Regions from separate parts of the Gasterosteus aculeatus genome. Here region 2 is linked to region 1. Evidence: chromatin contacts called from public Hi-C data. All regions are on one chromosome and are shown on one strand. Each heading gives the region's core, a stretch centred on a gene start, on an enhancer-like site or on the middle of the called end of the contact. The rest is flanking DNA. Distances are from core to core; before and after follow the strand shown. Region 1 overlaps nsun2 (NOP2/Sun RNA methyltransferase 2). Region 2 has its middle 27 kb from the start of irx1b.

Region 1 (6,772 bases), core at 846-3,345:
AGGCTCCAGTTGCGAATTGCGGTGCGCGGCGTTGAACAGCTGGCTGTGGGGGGGAGGATGGTTTACTCCACCTGTTCACTCAACCCTATAGAGGACGAAGCCGTCATCGCGGCACTGCTGGAGAAGAGCGAAGGTGAGAAGCGCTCACAGGGTCGTCGTGTTTAAGCATCATCTGTTGCACGTTTTATTCAAATGCAAGTTTTATTTTTCAGGTTTTTATTGACGACTAAAGTAAACAAGTCAAAAGTTACAATTTCTCAGAGGTAGAAACACACATCGGCATTTAATGATTGGTCATTATCACAACGAAGCTGCACAATCGCTACATCTGATATCCTGAAAGCATAAAATGAGACTTTTTGTTAAATGTCTCTAGCGATGCTGAATGAGGAGGCTCCCAGGGAGGAATGTTTAGTAACTCCACCTCGTTGACTCCCATCTCCTTCCCTCCCCAGGAGCGCTGGAGCTGGCCAACGCCTCGGCTGACCTGCCGGGTCTCAAGTGGATGCCCGGGGTCTCCTCCTGGAAGGTACGGGAACCCCCGGCCAGAAGGGGAAAGGGGAGTTTACCGACCGACTGTTAACGGTTTTCTCCCCTGCAGCTGATGACCAAAGAGGGCCAATGGTTCTCGGACTGGTCCGAGGTTCCGGGCCATCGTCGCACACAGATTCGGCCCACCATGTTCCCGCCGACCGACTCGGAGAAACTCTCCGACATGCACCTGGAGAGATGGTACGTGCAAGCGCTGCTGTTCAGTGTGACGCGGGCGAATGTTTAGGGCCGCGTGCACGCGAGCACTGTGTGCGTGGGTGCACGTGCGCACCTGCCCTCTCGCTCCATGGTGGATGATGTCATTGTAGGTGCTCAGGTGGGCCCAGCAGAGGGCGCCATTGCCCCACACTGCTTCAGCATCTTTTATTTTATTGCCTATTGGAGGGGAAAAAAAAAAAACTGTGTTCATCGACACAGTGGGCGGCCCCATTACACTCAACGCCATGATGATTGTTTGTGTGTGTTTCACTGCCAGCATGAGGATTCTGCCACATCACCAGAACACCGGAGGTTTCTTTGTGGCTGTGCTGGTGAAGAAAGCCCCCATGCCCTGGAACAGAAGATATCCCAAGGTGCTCCATCACTAAAGCGCGCACTTAACAGATGATTACATTGTCATTGTCCTGTGCTTGAGGGGGGAAATGGAGCAGCATTCAATCTCATGTCCCCCCCCCCCCTCTTCCCACAATGCATCATTCACCTGTTGCTAAAGCACAGCTGGGGCTTCTTTTCTCTGCAGCTGAAGAGGGACGTCTCGTCCGCCTCAGCGGTCCAGGCTGAAGGCTCCCCGGCGGCCTCGACACCCACAGACGCGCCCCGCCCCCCCGACAGCGTCCCTGCTGCCGCGGAGGGGGAGATGGAGGTGGAGGTGGAGGGGGGAGGCCCAGAGGGAACGGTAGACAAGGAGGCAGGGGCACAGAAAAGAGCTCTCTCTGCCCAGGAGACCGCCGCTAAAGTGGGCGGGTGAGTCGTGAGCTACTGAACAAACTAAAAACCACCAGGGCTTCTTGAGCCATTATGATGAAAAGGGATTACTTTTAATGAGAAATGACTTAGATGAACCTCACCGGTCCTGAGGTAGATGATTCTAAGCCTTTTCTATAACTCACTGTCTGCCATGTCCACATTAAAAGCTCCGATATAAAAGCTTTTCTGGAACATTTGACATGGGACATTTTTTTTTTTTTAAATTTAAATAAGTCAATAATTAGTTAATTATAACTGTCTCCTCTCAGACCTCCAGCCTCTAAGAAGATGAAGCTGTTTGGTTATAAAGAAGACCCCTTTGTGTTCCTCACTGAAGAAGACCCCGTCTTCACCACCATACAGTGAGTCCCTCAAACACACACACACACACACGCGACACTTTCCACGTCCCGTCACCCAATTTTTTTTGTTTTGTCCGTTTTTAATCTAGATCGTTCTACGACCTGGCACCCAACTTCCCCAAACTCAACGTGCTGACCCGGACTCACGATGGCAAGAAGAGACACTTGTACATGGTGTCCAAGGAGCTGCGCAACGTGCTGCTCAACAACAGCGAGCGCATGAAGGTGTGTGTGTGTGTGTGTGTGTGTGTGTGGGAACAACATTAGATCGTTCACACACACACTGATGATGACAAAGCACTTCCTTGAGTGGAAATAAGGTAGAACGAAATGGATCCAACAAATCAATAATCAATGATTAGCTGCCGGCCATTCGTGTCTTATTGATTGTTTTACAGAGCGTACCTACTGCATCATGTTTATTGTAGCAGCGTGCAGACGTATTGGTACCAGCCGATCGTTCAAAATCACCTGCACAGGTGGCTGTGTGTGTGTCTGTCCCTCCCTCCATCCATCCATTATGTTTGATCCATCTCACTTATTAGTCACTTTCTATGGAGCTAAACCGCAATGTTTCCACAGTGGAGCACATTCATGGTGCAGAGGCCATTGTTTACCTCCTTGGCCCTTTAATGGCAGCTCAAGTTTTACAAAGAAAATCTATTGCAACGTTGATGGTTTAAAGCTGGGGTGGGTAACTTGTTTTTATCACTGGATCTATTTATTTCAATTGTCTTTACATGCCAGCAGCTATCAATAAGTCTAATTCCCTTGAGAGAGAAAAAAGGGAAGGCTGGTATCTGCATTTGTCAGAGGCCTAATTTCTATCCAGCTGTGAGTCCGCGCTCGTCTTTTAGTGGCTTTAGAGGAAACCCTGAATGGAAGGACGGACTTCCTCGCTGGATGGATGTCCCGCCTTTAGTATTCAAAGTTAATTGTTCTGTGCTTCCCTCAGGCTAGTAAAGAATTCCCTGTGGATATTTATTCCTGAAGTGTTGTATTTTACTCTGCACGTCGTTCCTCCCACTCTGAGATCGCAGCATTCACTTTTTAAATGTCACGTAGAGGAGATGCCTTCAGCTAAGCCGTTGTGTCGAACATCAGTACGTGATTACAAAACACAGCGAAGCAAAGAGACCACACGTAACAGGATTAGTCTTTTTTTTTTTTATTTCTTTACTTGCGTTGGTTGTGCTTTCAGAAGGGACATGAATCGGTTGCAGTCGGTTGAATAGAGTTTTTGTTTTGTTTCTCAGGTTATCAACACGGGGGTGAAGGTGTGGTCTCGCAACAGTGATGGGGAGGAGTTTGGATCCCCCTTCAGACTGGCTCAGGAGGTAACACACGCCATCTTAAGTGGATGGAATGATTTTCTATAAATGAACTGGTTATTAATTGCAGAGTTGTATTGTGAAAAAACAACATTCTGTCAGAATCTTCACACCGTATCTGCACGTCTTTTTTCTGTATGCAAATCAACCCCACAATCAGCTCGCAGCAATGCAAAGTTAGATGCACAGCTCCTATTTCTAAGACATCGACACCTTCTACGTTCCATTTTATCAGTGTTCAAACATGCGTCATCTTCACTGGATTCCCCAGCGGGCGACTTCACACTCCCAAATACACTTCATTCATTTCATGTGCACCGTGTGACCATAAAGAATGTAGATTTATTATGTCGGCCGGCGGAGCGTCAACCGCGTCTCCTCTCTGTCGGACAAGGGTATCTACACTCTTCAGCCGTACATCCGCTCCAGGATAATCCGAGTGAGCGTGGAGGACATCAAAGTGCTGCTGACCCAGGAGAACCCCTACCTCAGCAAACTGCAGGAAGACGCCCACGCTCAGGCCAAGAAACTTGGTACGACTCACATTCCGAAACACACGCACGCACACCAGACATGTTTTAAATAAGTAAAATAGCAACTCAAAGACGAGTAAGGCTTCCTTTTATGATCCACAAATGCAATTATTTGGGAGGCCGTGTAGAGGACTTGTGACCGGGAGGTTCTCTTGGCCTGGAGCGAGAGGGGAAATGAGCAACGCTCTGTCCGCTTCCATAACGTACTGAGCTGCCCTTGAGCAAGGCGGTGACCCAAAAAGCTGTGCAGTTCCAGCCGAGGAGGAAGCCGTCGTTACGGTGGTAATCGTCAACATGTTGGAAGGAGTGCGGCTTAACGTTGAAATGGAGTCATCTGCCGTCTGCAGTTGTGAATGTTTCTGCTCCTCTGCTTCACAGTGATGGGGAGCATTGTGCTGAAGTACAACCCCAACCCAAAGTAAGTTTTATTTGGATGGTGTGTGTGTGTGTGTGCACGTTTTCACATGCCCTTTCCTAGTCGTTGGTCATTTTGTGAAACGCGCGCCCGTGTGTGTCTTTGTCAGCAACCCGACGGAGCCTCAGTGCCCCATCCAGCTGTGCGGCTGGAGGGGGAAGACGTCCATCCGAGCCTTCGTGCCGCGCAACGAGAGGTTCCACTACCTCCGAATGCTCGGCGTGGAGGTCTTCAAAGAGAAACAGGGCCTCGGGCAGAAGGGGAAGGATGGAGACGTGGAGGAGGAGGAGGATGGAGCGGCGGCAAAGGAGGATGGAGCGGCGGCAAAGGAGGATGGAGCGGAGGGAAAGGAGGCGGAGCTCGAGTCGCAGAACGGTGGCGAAAACGGATCGTCGGAACCAAAGAAGTAGCAGCGGAGACGGTCGGTCGAGGGGAGAAAGGACTTGGTCATTGGCGTTGATCAGGCGAAAGGCCTCATCGTGAGGAGGAAGAGGAGGATGAAGAGGAGGAGCCTCCACAGGTGTCTCTGCTCGCGCTGCAGAGATGTACTCCTTTTTGGAGAGTTTTACTTTTGGGATCCTCTCCAGGAGTTTTAGTTAAATGGCTTATCTCATTTCTTTATTTTTTTTTATATTTTAACAATCCCGCCAAACAAATGGCATCAAATATTTTTCTCCGTTGCGCATGTTTATAGAGTTTTCATTAAACGCACTCTCAATTTTGACACCTGTAATCGAGCAGAAATATGGAGTTGATTAAAGGCGTCAAGCTGTGTCACCATCTTCAAATGATTTGACTTCATGCTCATTCCTGCTCCTCTGAAGCATTAAAGACGTACTTGGGAGGGACTTGATTAAATCAAATTGGACGTAATGAAACGTTCATGAGGAATTAAATATGAATTATGACTCCCAGTGGGAAATAAAGTGAGTACTGGTGCTGCTAGTTCCATTAATGTTTTACGAATACTTTTATCGCCACATCAATAAACAAAGTGTCAACTTTACAGTTTTCAGTTGTCTATTATTAAATAAGCTTATATAAGGACTTTCCCATAATAATTCCAAAGAAATAATGACCATGTAAAACTTTACAAATCAAGTGCTCTTTTATTTGTAGACAATTCCAATGGAGGAATCTTATCTCGACTGCATGAACATTTATACAAATACAAATCCTGTTTTACAGCTCGATTTCTATTAACAGACATCTAGTTACTAAAACGTTTGGTGCATCACTGCACTGAAAGTATCATCTAGTCGGCGGTAAAACGTTGTCTTCCAGGGTGCTTCATCGGGGACGGCTGGTGGAAAGAAACCAGCAGCCTGCAGAGACGTTTCTATGTGTCTTAAGATGAGGGAATTAAAAAATGATCTCTCTTCTAAAGTTGAACTTCACATGCCGGCAGAAATATTAGCCGACGGCGCCGGATGGACAGGCGTCCTCTCCTCCTGTTTATTACCCGGTCCTGCTGCCATGACAACCCGCCCTCCTCACCTCTCTGGTGACGTTAGGAGGCCACGGACCGCATCGCTCCTCTGCTCTCATCTTCTTCTCCCAACATCCTCCTCTCCTTTTCTTTTTTTCGACCTTTGACCCTCCAAAGTGCACGACCGCGTGTATCACCGCGCAAGGGGAGCGTCTGTCGAGTCGATTCCCCTCGGCCGGTGACGTGCCGGTGACAGGAGGGGGCCAGCGCGGGACGAGAGGAGTCAACGCGCCGGGATCGAGTCGATGAAGAGAACGCAGCTGACGCCTGTTTTTTGCCGCGTCTGCGTCCGAGGAAAGCAAAGGGGACACTTTGACCACGTTGGGTTGTTTTCCAGCCTTCATCACTGCTGAGATGGAAGACTGATGAGAGCGGGAGGGAGATGTGTTAGATATGTATGTTGATGGTATACAGGCGGACAAATGGAGGACGGGGTGAATGAATTGAAGTGGGCCGATAGAAAAAGGTCTGTAGATATAATACACTTCAGCTTGGTGTGTTTAAAGCGCGCGTGCTGGTTTGTCAGCGTGAGTGAAGCCTTTCAGCCCCAAAGTCTACTGGCGGCCTGCTAACACCAGTGAGGACATCATTCGTGGACTTCATGTCTTCTGTCTCCTCCGTCCCCTTCGTCCTGTCATCCACCGTCCATTTCACCACCCTGTCCTTGGACGTAACTACTCGAATCCCTCACTTCGTCGTTCTGTTGTGATTTCCCCCCCCGGTGGAGCTTTCTGAGAGCCTTCCAAAGCTCAGCTTCTAAAATGTTCTCAAACTGTCATCTCCATTTAAGTCTCTGCTTTTAACCCAGTTCTGCAGCACTACGCCACTTTGCTGGAGCGCCGTTGTTCTGCTCCCATCCTCCGTGTTTGTGCGCCACACTTACAACCTCTTTGAAGCCTCGAGAACTATCAGATCATAAAGTGTTATTCCACAGTAAATGCATTAGCTCTTCATTATATATATATATATATATATATATATATATATATATATATATCTGCAGTAATATAGCAGCAAACTTAGCTATGAATATATGACGATAAACACGGGGCAAAAGATATGATTGAAATATGATGAAGCTATACACAAATTAAAAGTATGTTAACGTTTAAAAAAAAAAAGTA
Region 2 (6,918 bases), core at 1,281-3,780, 56 kb after region 1:
AATCGGGGATCAGCCAGTATGGATTTGTACATGTCACCTGTTTATTGGCAGCTGTGTCTTATCATTAGAGGTAAAATGTGTGAGTATTTCCATTTGATGGCGGAGATCAAAGTGCATTGAGTGACTGGCATCTTTTTATTTGAACCAACTTCTTTTCCTCTGCCGTTAATTCATTATATTACCATTACAAAGCTTGCGTTTACTACAAAATGGTGGCATCAAGAAAACGATTCTCTTTGCATCTTTTCTTTTGATGTCACTTATGTCACTTCTTTCATCGCTCCTCCCGTTTCACTTGAACACGAGTCGTGGGAGACACAAACGCCACGCGCTGACACGTGTGCATGCACACGCCTCCTGCCCCGGATCATGCCTCCGTTTAGTGAATAATGTATGAGTTGTTGGCCCGCGCGTTTCCCCGACAGATGCTTTCTTTTGTCACTCATCCAGGGCACGAATGCCCCCCCCCCCCTGCCCCCCCAACATGCACATGCATTACACACATCCTGGCCTAAGGTTGCTTCTGCACCAGAGAAATGACGATTCGCTCCAAACCGGCCGCCCTGCAGCTCGTAGTGTTTCTTAACAGTCGGCTGCGCGCGGGATCGAAGGCCTTATTGACTGCGTCTCGTCCACACGAAGGAGCGAATGAGAGCGAAGGGCCGTCCCTTCGCGTCGGCATCACTGGAACTTATCCGTGTAATTTCCTTTCCTGACTCTCAGAGGCTCTCATCACCGCCATTGATCTACTGTGTCTTGGATAGAGGGGGAGTGGTGAGGGGAGGGGGGCATCGCTCTCTCTCTGTCTCTGGTCTGTCTGGGAAGACAAACCAAAGGAGGGTGGGAGAAATCTATGATGTGAGAAAGGAACCCCGTGAAGAAGATGAACGCCAGACCTGAAGCAGAGGTGATGGAGGGGGCGGGGCCTTGGACGCAGGGCGGGAACAGGTGAAATCCTTGTTTCAAACGTGAACCACGCTCCTCCCCCTCGTGATGGAGAGTACGCGACTGATGCCTCTCTGCAGACTCGAACTGGGGGTCCCATCAGGTTGCCCCCCCCCCCCCTCATGTTGAGTGACGACGCAGCCGACGGAGAGCAAACGGCTAAATTCAGACGATTCCCACCTCGCTCCCATTCTGCCGTCACCGCGCCGTAACGGATTAGTGCATTAGCAAACGCCGGGCGAAGGGAACCACGGCAATTTGCACGGCTAAGATCGATGTCCGCAAAGATAATTAGAGCAGGAGCATTATATATTCATGCGCTGACGTGAAGTGCTAAAAATACTTCCTGTGTGACATCAGTTAAATGCTTCTGCACCGAGCAGAGAGGTTAGGGTTTGGGGTTAGCAGCGGGCTTCCCATTAGCCGCCGACATAATGGGCAGGAAGTACGGCCATTAATCAGTCCTTTTCCTGGAGATGAACGCCGTGTATTCCATCGGACCAGCTTTTGTGCAACACTGGCTTCTCTCTTGTTTCAGTGGAATGAAATGTGCATTATTTGTGGCTCTTCTTTAAACACGCAAATGTGTGAAGGAGTCGACGTTGTGTCAAAGATGTCTTTGCGTTACGGAGATATTCACTGAAACAAGCGAGCTGGACAACCGGCTTCGGCCCCTTTTGTCATGGAACATTTATTGTACCCAGATAAGGAGGTTGACCCCCCCCCCCACCTCAAGGGGCCTTTTGACAGTTTACACCTTCACCATGGACCCTCTGATCTCTCTCTATTGGGAAGTGATCGCCGTAGATCTCCGGCCAGTGTCTGTGCGGATGGACGCATCTCACCGCACCGTCAAACTAAAAGTGCTGCCGCTCTACTTTCTGCGCATGGAAACTTTGTGTCTCCAATCAGTGACGCCACAGCAGGGGTTTTGACTTTGACAGCTGATGCCCCCCCCCCCCCCCCCCCGCTGTGACATCACTGATTGGGACGCACCCGCAGCTCTCTGCTTTGTGTTGAATAATGACGTCAATCAAGGGAACAAGTTCTTCCAACACTTTGAGGATTAAAGGCAGCAGCTTCATTTCTTAGTGGTAACAGTTCCCAACACGTCTTTGGTGGCCTCGTGTTTAGAAGGTCAACCAAGTAAATCACGTCACATGTGATTTTCATCACGCCCGGGCAGGTTGTGTGGTTGCCAGGACAATGTTGGCATGGCGATCAATCAGATTGGTGCGGAAAATCATTGCGATATGTTGTTATTCGAACAAAGTAGCCAATTTGTCACTCCATTATGCAGACACACACTTACCCGCGCACGCACACACACACACACACACACACGGCCTCTTTCCAAGCTGCTTCTGTGCCTGAAAGCAGCCTGTGTACATGACGGTGTTTGCTGAGCAAAAATGAGATCATTCACGAAGCCCCCCGGGGTCACATTTCCTCAAGGGGAGGGTGAGAGGAAAGCAGGCAAGAGAAGAACCGCAGCTTCCTCCCACTTTGGGAGGGAGGGAAGGAGGGAGGTTTGTGTGTTCTTTAAATCTGGCTGATGAGGTCGAGTGCGTGTTGGGAGAGCGTGAACAGGGATGAGACGGTGGGAGGGACGTGGCGTGGCAGGGCGAGCTGAGAGGGGAGGTGGAGGGTGGCGGGTGGAGGATGTTGCCACGTTGGATTGTCAGCAGGTCTGAGTCTCCAGGGGGACATCTGCACTCATCACTGTCATGCTCGGCGTCCGGGTCCCGTCGTTCCTTCTCTCTTCCCGATTCCTCATGTGGACACTGAACTCCCAGAATGCCGCTGGCCTTGAAGCAACCGCCGTGTGCGTCCTCTGACTAAATGTCCTTATCCGAGAGAGTATTTTTTCTGATGGCACATTGCTGATGATAAGCACGGCTGTAGCGAGGACACTGGACGAGTCTCTGCTCTCAAGCCCGAGACTTGAAATCTCTCAATTAAGACGTCTGATGATCAATAATCAAAATCCTACAGCAGATGAAATAAGTGTTCTTCCCTGGCCTTGAAAGGTGAGGCGTAAAACTCACGGCGTGGAACACGACTGCCCCCTGCTGGCAGCAGCTTTTTTGCACATGAAAAGGGTTTTTAGGCGTTTCACTCTCTTTTCTTAAATTAATATTGTCTCAATTTATATTCAAAGTGTAAAGTCCATTGCAGGTTTTCCCTCTTGAACGCTCAGATTATTAGCAGACCTGGATGACACTGAACGGGACTTCATAATGAAGGTGAGATTTGAGATTGACTCTGGGAATAGAACGGGGTTGTCATTGTATGATGGTGATGTGGGACATTATGAATGTCACGCGTCTACGATAAAGAGTTAAAAGAGAGGAATACACACATTTATGATGATGTATAAGAAAAACACGTTTAAAATGCACTGAAATACAATAAAAGACAATACCCCATCAAAGGATACAGTTCAGGCAGGTTTGAAGATTTTCTTCCATCATCAAGCGTCATTTTCCTGCTCAATGCTCATTCGTGTCATGTAACAAGCAAGAAAACTTTCCCCTCCGACTCCCCCGGAAATCATGTTCTTGTTCATAAGAAATATGTAAATAATATATTTTGGCAAATTAATGGAAAAACCCAGTGTACCATTTGGGTGAGCATGCTCCTGGGTGCTGGCGCGTGGATGCTCACTCACCGTCTGGCCCACTGGGACCCTTAATGGAACCGAGCCGTCGCTGACCTCTGTTACGAGGAGTCAAATTGTCTCCCATGAAAGGGGTCTTCAGTGTGGACAACCAACTTCTTAGCAGCACCTGGAACCAAGCTGCAGACAGCCTTTCACCGATGAAACGTTTAGTGATTATTTAATTAAAAGGTGAACACATGTGGTTCAGAGCTTCAATACAGCTGCAAATAACTACTTATGTAAAGATACGGAAATTAATGTGTAATTGAGCAGAGAAGGGAGTCACTGTGTGTGGATATCCGAGTCCATCCGTTCTTTCCTTACATAGCCAATATGCCCCTGAGATATGACAAAAATAGCATTTAAAATAGCATCAAGTTTTAATATACCATGCATGCATTAATAGCATGCATTAATGCATTAATAGCATGCATTAATAGCATGTTGATGCTGCCACGCTCAATTCTGATTTATTGCTCGGATCAGATTTTTTTCTCTTTGGTTGTTCATATTTTTAAACTAAAAGCCGATATGAGTCCTGGGCTGAATTCTTAATTAATACGTTAATATGCAGTGGAAATAATATGACCAAGCAGTATATAAAACTGTTAAAATCATTTGTGAAATGATCGGGGTGGATAAACTTTCGTGCTGATTCATCAACAGTAATAATGCAAAATTAGGATATACCACTCAGAAAATAATTGCATTAAATAACTAGAGTATATAGTTCTAAGAAAAGTATATATATATAAAAGAGTATTTTCACGCGGTGTTTTCTTCTTCTGCTCAGGTAAAGGACCAGAGACTTCAGCACTGCCTCTTCAGGCCGAACAAAGCAAAGGGGCCCAGTTCCCTTCCTGGCCGCCAGGTGGCAGCAGACGCCAACACGAGAAGGCCCTGCGAGGCACCAGGGACTGATTTCCTCTGCTGTTTATGTCAGTAATTACAGTCATTAAACCTCGAGCATCCTCCTCAGCCGTGGAGGCCCACTATCATCTGTAGATCAATAACGGCGCGTGCACATGTTTGCACGTGCAGGTGCTCCTCGCGAGCGTGAGGAGTCTGGGAGGTGGACTGCGAGTAATGGGGCCATAATTAGGGGTGAATGTTTGCACACACTCGCACACGCGCAATGGCCTGAGGTAATTTGGCGGCACTAAATGAGATTATCAGCAGCGCGGTGATTAATGAGCATCCCTTCTGCAGAGCCCCACGATCCGCTGCGAGTCCCACTGGCTGCAGCTCCCGGGGCCCCGGGGCCTGCTGCTGACATCGGCACCTCCACACCACACCACGATCAGCTGAAATACGAACTGATCACCGGGAGTGAATTATTGAGCACTGATTCAATGCACTCACATGGTGGATTTTTATTTAAATTGTAGTGATAATTGGGGTGGAATTTATTTACTCATTTATTTTTCCGAAAATTGGGAAGAATTGAGGAAGCAAATTGAGCAAACAATAAATCTGTTGCTGGCAAACGATGGAAACAGGGGAAAGTCAACAGTTGAAGGCCGCTGTGTTTGTTTTTCAACAGTAAAAACAAGATTCATATGACACATAGTTTTCATTCTGAGAAACTTAATCTAGATATTAATATATTCTTGTTATTTAGAGGCATTGGCGTTTTTTCCACAAAAACAACCTCGCTGCAGATGAGTAGCCTCTGAAAAGTGTCAACTTTGGAAGAAAATACAAAAAAACAAAACTTGTTACAAACAAACATTTATTTTCTGTGCAGATTTAATTGTCTCAGCAGCGGATGATTGAAAGAGTGAAAAGGAGAAAGAGTTTAAGTGTTCGATCTCTCCAGTTAATCCAACGAGGAAACAGACGCCGCAGACAAGGAGGTGGCAGAAGCCTCTTTCTAAGGTAAATGAAAGCGTTTATGGTCAGTCTTTATCATGAAAATCCCATTCATCCACTAAACGGATGCTTTGAGCCACACTGTGGCGACCTCCCAAAATGATGCTGTTATTTCTTCTGCAGGGGATTTTTAAAGAGGCTTCGTGTGGTGCAGTCAAAGCAAAGTCTCCAGCAGAAGCGTGCATGTAAAAAGAAGGGAGTTCTTTAATTTAACTCAACCCCGCCGTCTTTTTTATTTTTGTCATCCCTGCCCTCTTCTCGATGGTGGACGGAGACGTTCCACCGTCTCCGTGTGCAGACACATGGATCAGATAATGCTCTCTAAGTCTCCACAGTGGGCCGTTTGAAGTAGCTCCAGTGACCCCCGCCCCCCCCCCCCTCTCCCCTCTTGCCCCCCTCCCCCCAAGCCTTCGCCTCTTGTTCCGCGGGAACTGTGCAGTGTGTGCGGGGTGAGGAGGTCAGGGTGACTGGGTCCCCTCCATCTCCATATAGGCTGTAGGCTACAGCTGCTCCTATGAGATTGGTACCTCAAACACACTGACTGCGCCTTAGATGTCCCCTCATGGATATGTGTGTGTGTGTGTGTGTGTGTGTGTGATAAGGCGCCAGAGGATGGAGACATCTTTATTGTGTGGAAGTGGGAGGATTATCCCATCATCGCTGTATTAAATACAAAGAACGGGGCCGGCGGGCCCGTTAACCAGGTGGAGCAGCATCCACCCTTTCACCTCCACAACAGCTGACCTGCATCTGCACGCGTTGCCGTCGCCTCTCCGTGTACGGAGGGATGCGTGCCACTTTCTAATAGGACGCACTTTAAGCAAGTTAGTTTTATAGAAATGAGCAAAGGAAGGACGAGTTTGGTGCTTTGCTATGTTTTTATTTTTTTTACTCTGTTACAGGTGACAGTTGCTCCATTAACATGCAGCGTGGGCACCGCTGTTTATTTTAAAACCACACACACACACACACGCATGTCCTGGTGTGTAAATAGTCACTAGAACACCACGCGCGTGTTTATCCACAGCTGAAAATAGTCCCCCAACAAGCACATTTTGAGCTCCTATTTGAGTCATGTTTCTAGAATCTACAGGGGCAGGTTGTTTAAATTCAAATAAATGCACGTGAATCTTTTTATTTTATCAGTGCTGAGACGCACAGACTAAATGGGGAAGCAGGCATGTATGTAAGTTGCTTTAGCTTACCCTAACCGAAAAATGTAAAAGCAAATGACATTTTTTTTGGTCTTCACTTTTCTAACCCTGATACAAAGGTGAACTGATGAGAGGTTGAAACGGTGAATCACAGTAAAGCGACGCTGTCAGTGGAAGATGATCACAGATGCATTTATTATTAATGAATTCCACAGCATTTGTTGCTTGTTTTTCCCCATAATTAAAAGATAAATATGTATATCTCATCAAGGCCACAGCATAAAA

What was found. A called contact is a pair of places that touch in the nucleus more often than the background predicts.
Region 2: a contact with region 1 is called in a Hi-C map of tail fin, with 2.7 times the contacts expected there. The contact joins two enhancer-like sites. A contact is called at or near these places in 4 of 6 Hi-C or Micro-C datasets (skeletal muscle, tail fin and whole body).

What each region holds. Positions count from the first base shown.
Region 1 is chr10:16,025,891-16,032,662 of fGasAcu3.hap1.1, forward strand. nsun2 (NOP2/Sun RNA methyltransferase 2) reads left to right here. Exons shown (of 19, transcript XM_040188726.2): 9 at 3-133; 10 at 456-529; 11 at 602-732; 12 at 1,028-1,124; 13 at 1,292-1,515; 14 at 1,788-1,880; 15 at 1,970-2,105; 16 at 3,137-3,217; 17 at 3,606-3,744; 18 at 4,123-4,162; 19 at 4,269-5,165. The coding sequence ends at 4,569. Among protein-coding and RNA genes, the nearest start is that of nsun2, 6.0 kb to the left of the region's middle. Within about 2 kb of position 2,096, at least 4 of the 9 cell types and tissues checked have open chromatin away from gene starts, as enhancers often do.
Region 2 is chr10:16,081,796-16,088,713 of fGasAcu3.hap1.1, forward strand. No RefSeq gene overlaps it. Among protein-coding and RNA genes, the nearest start is that of irx1b, 27 kb to the right of the region's middle. Within about 2 kb of position 2,531, at least 1 of the 9 cell types and tissues checked has open chromatin away from gene starts, as enhancers often do.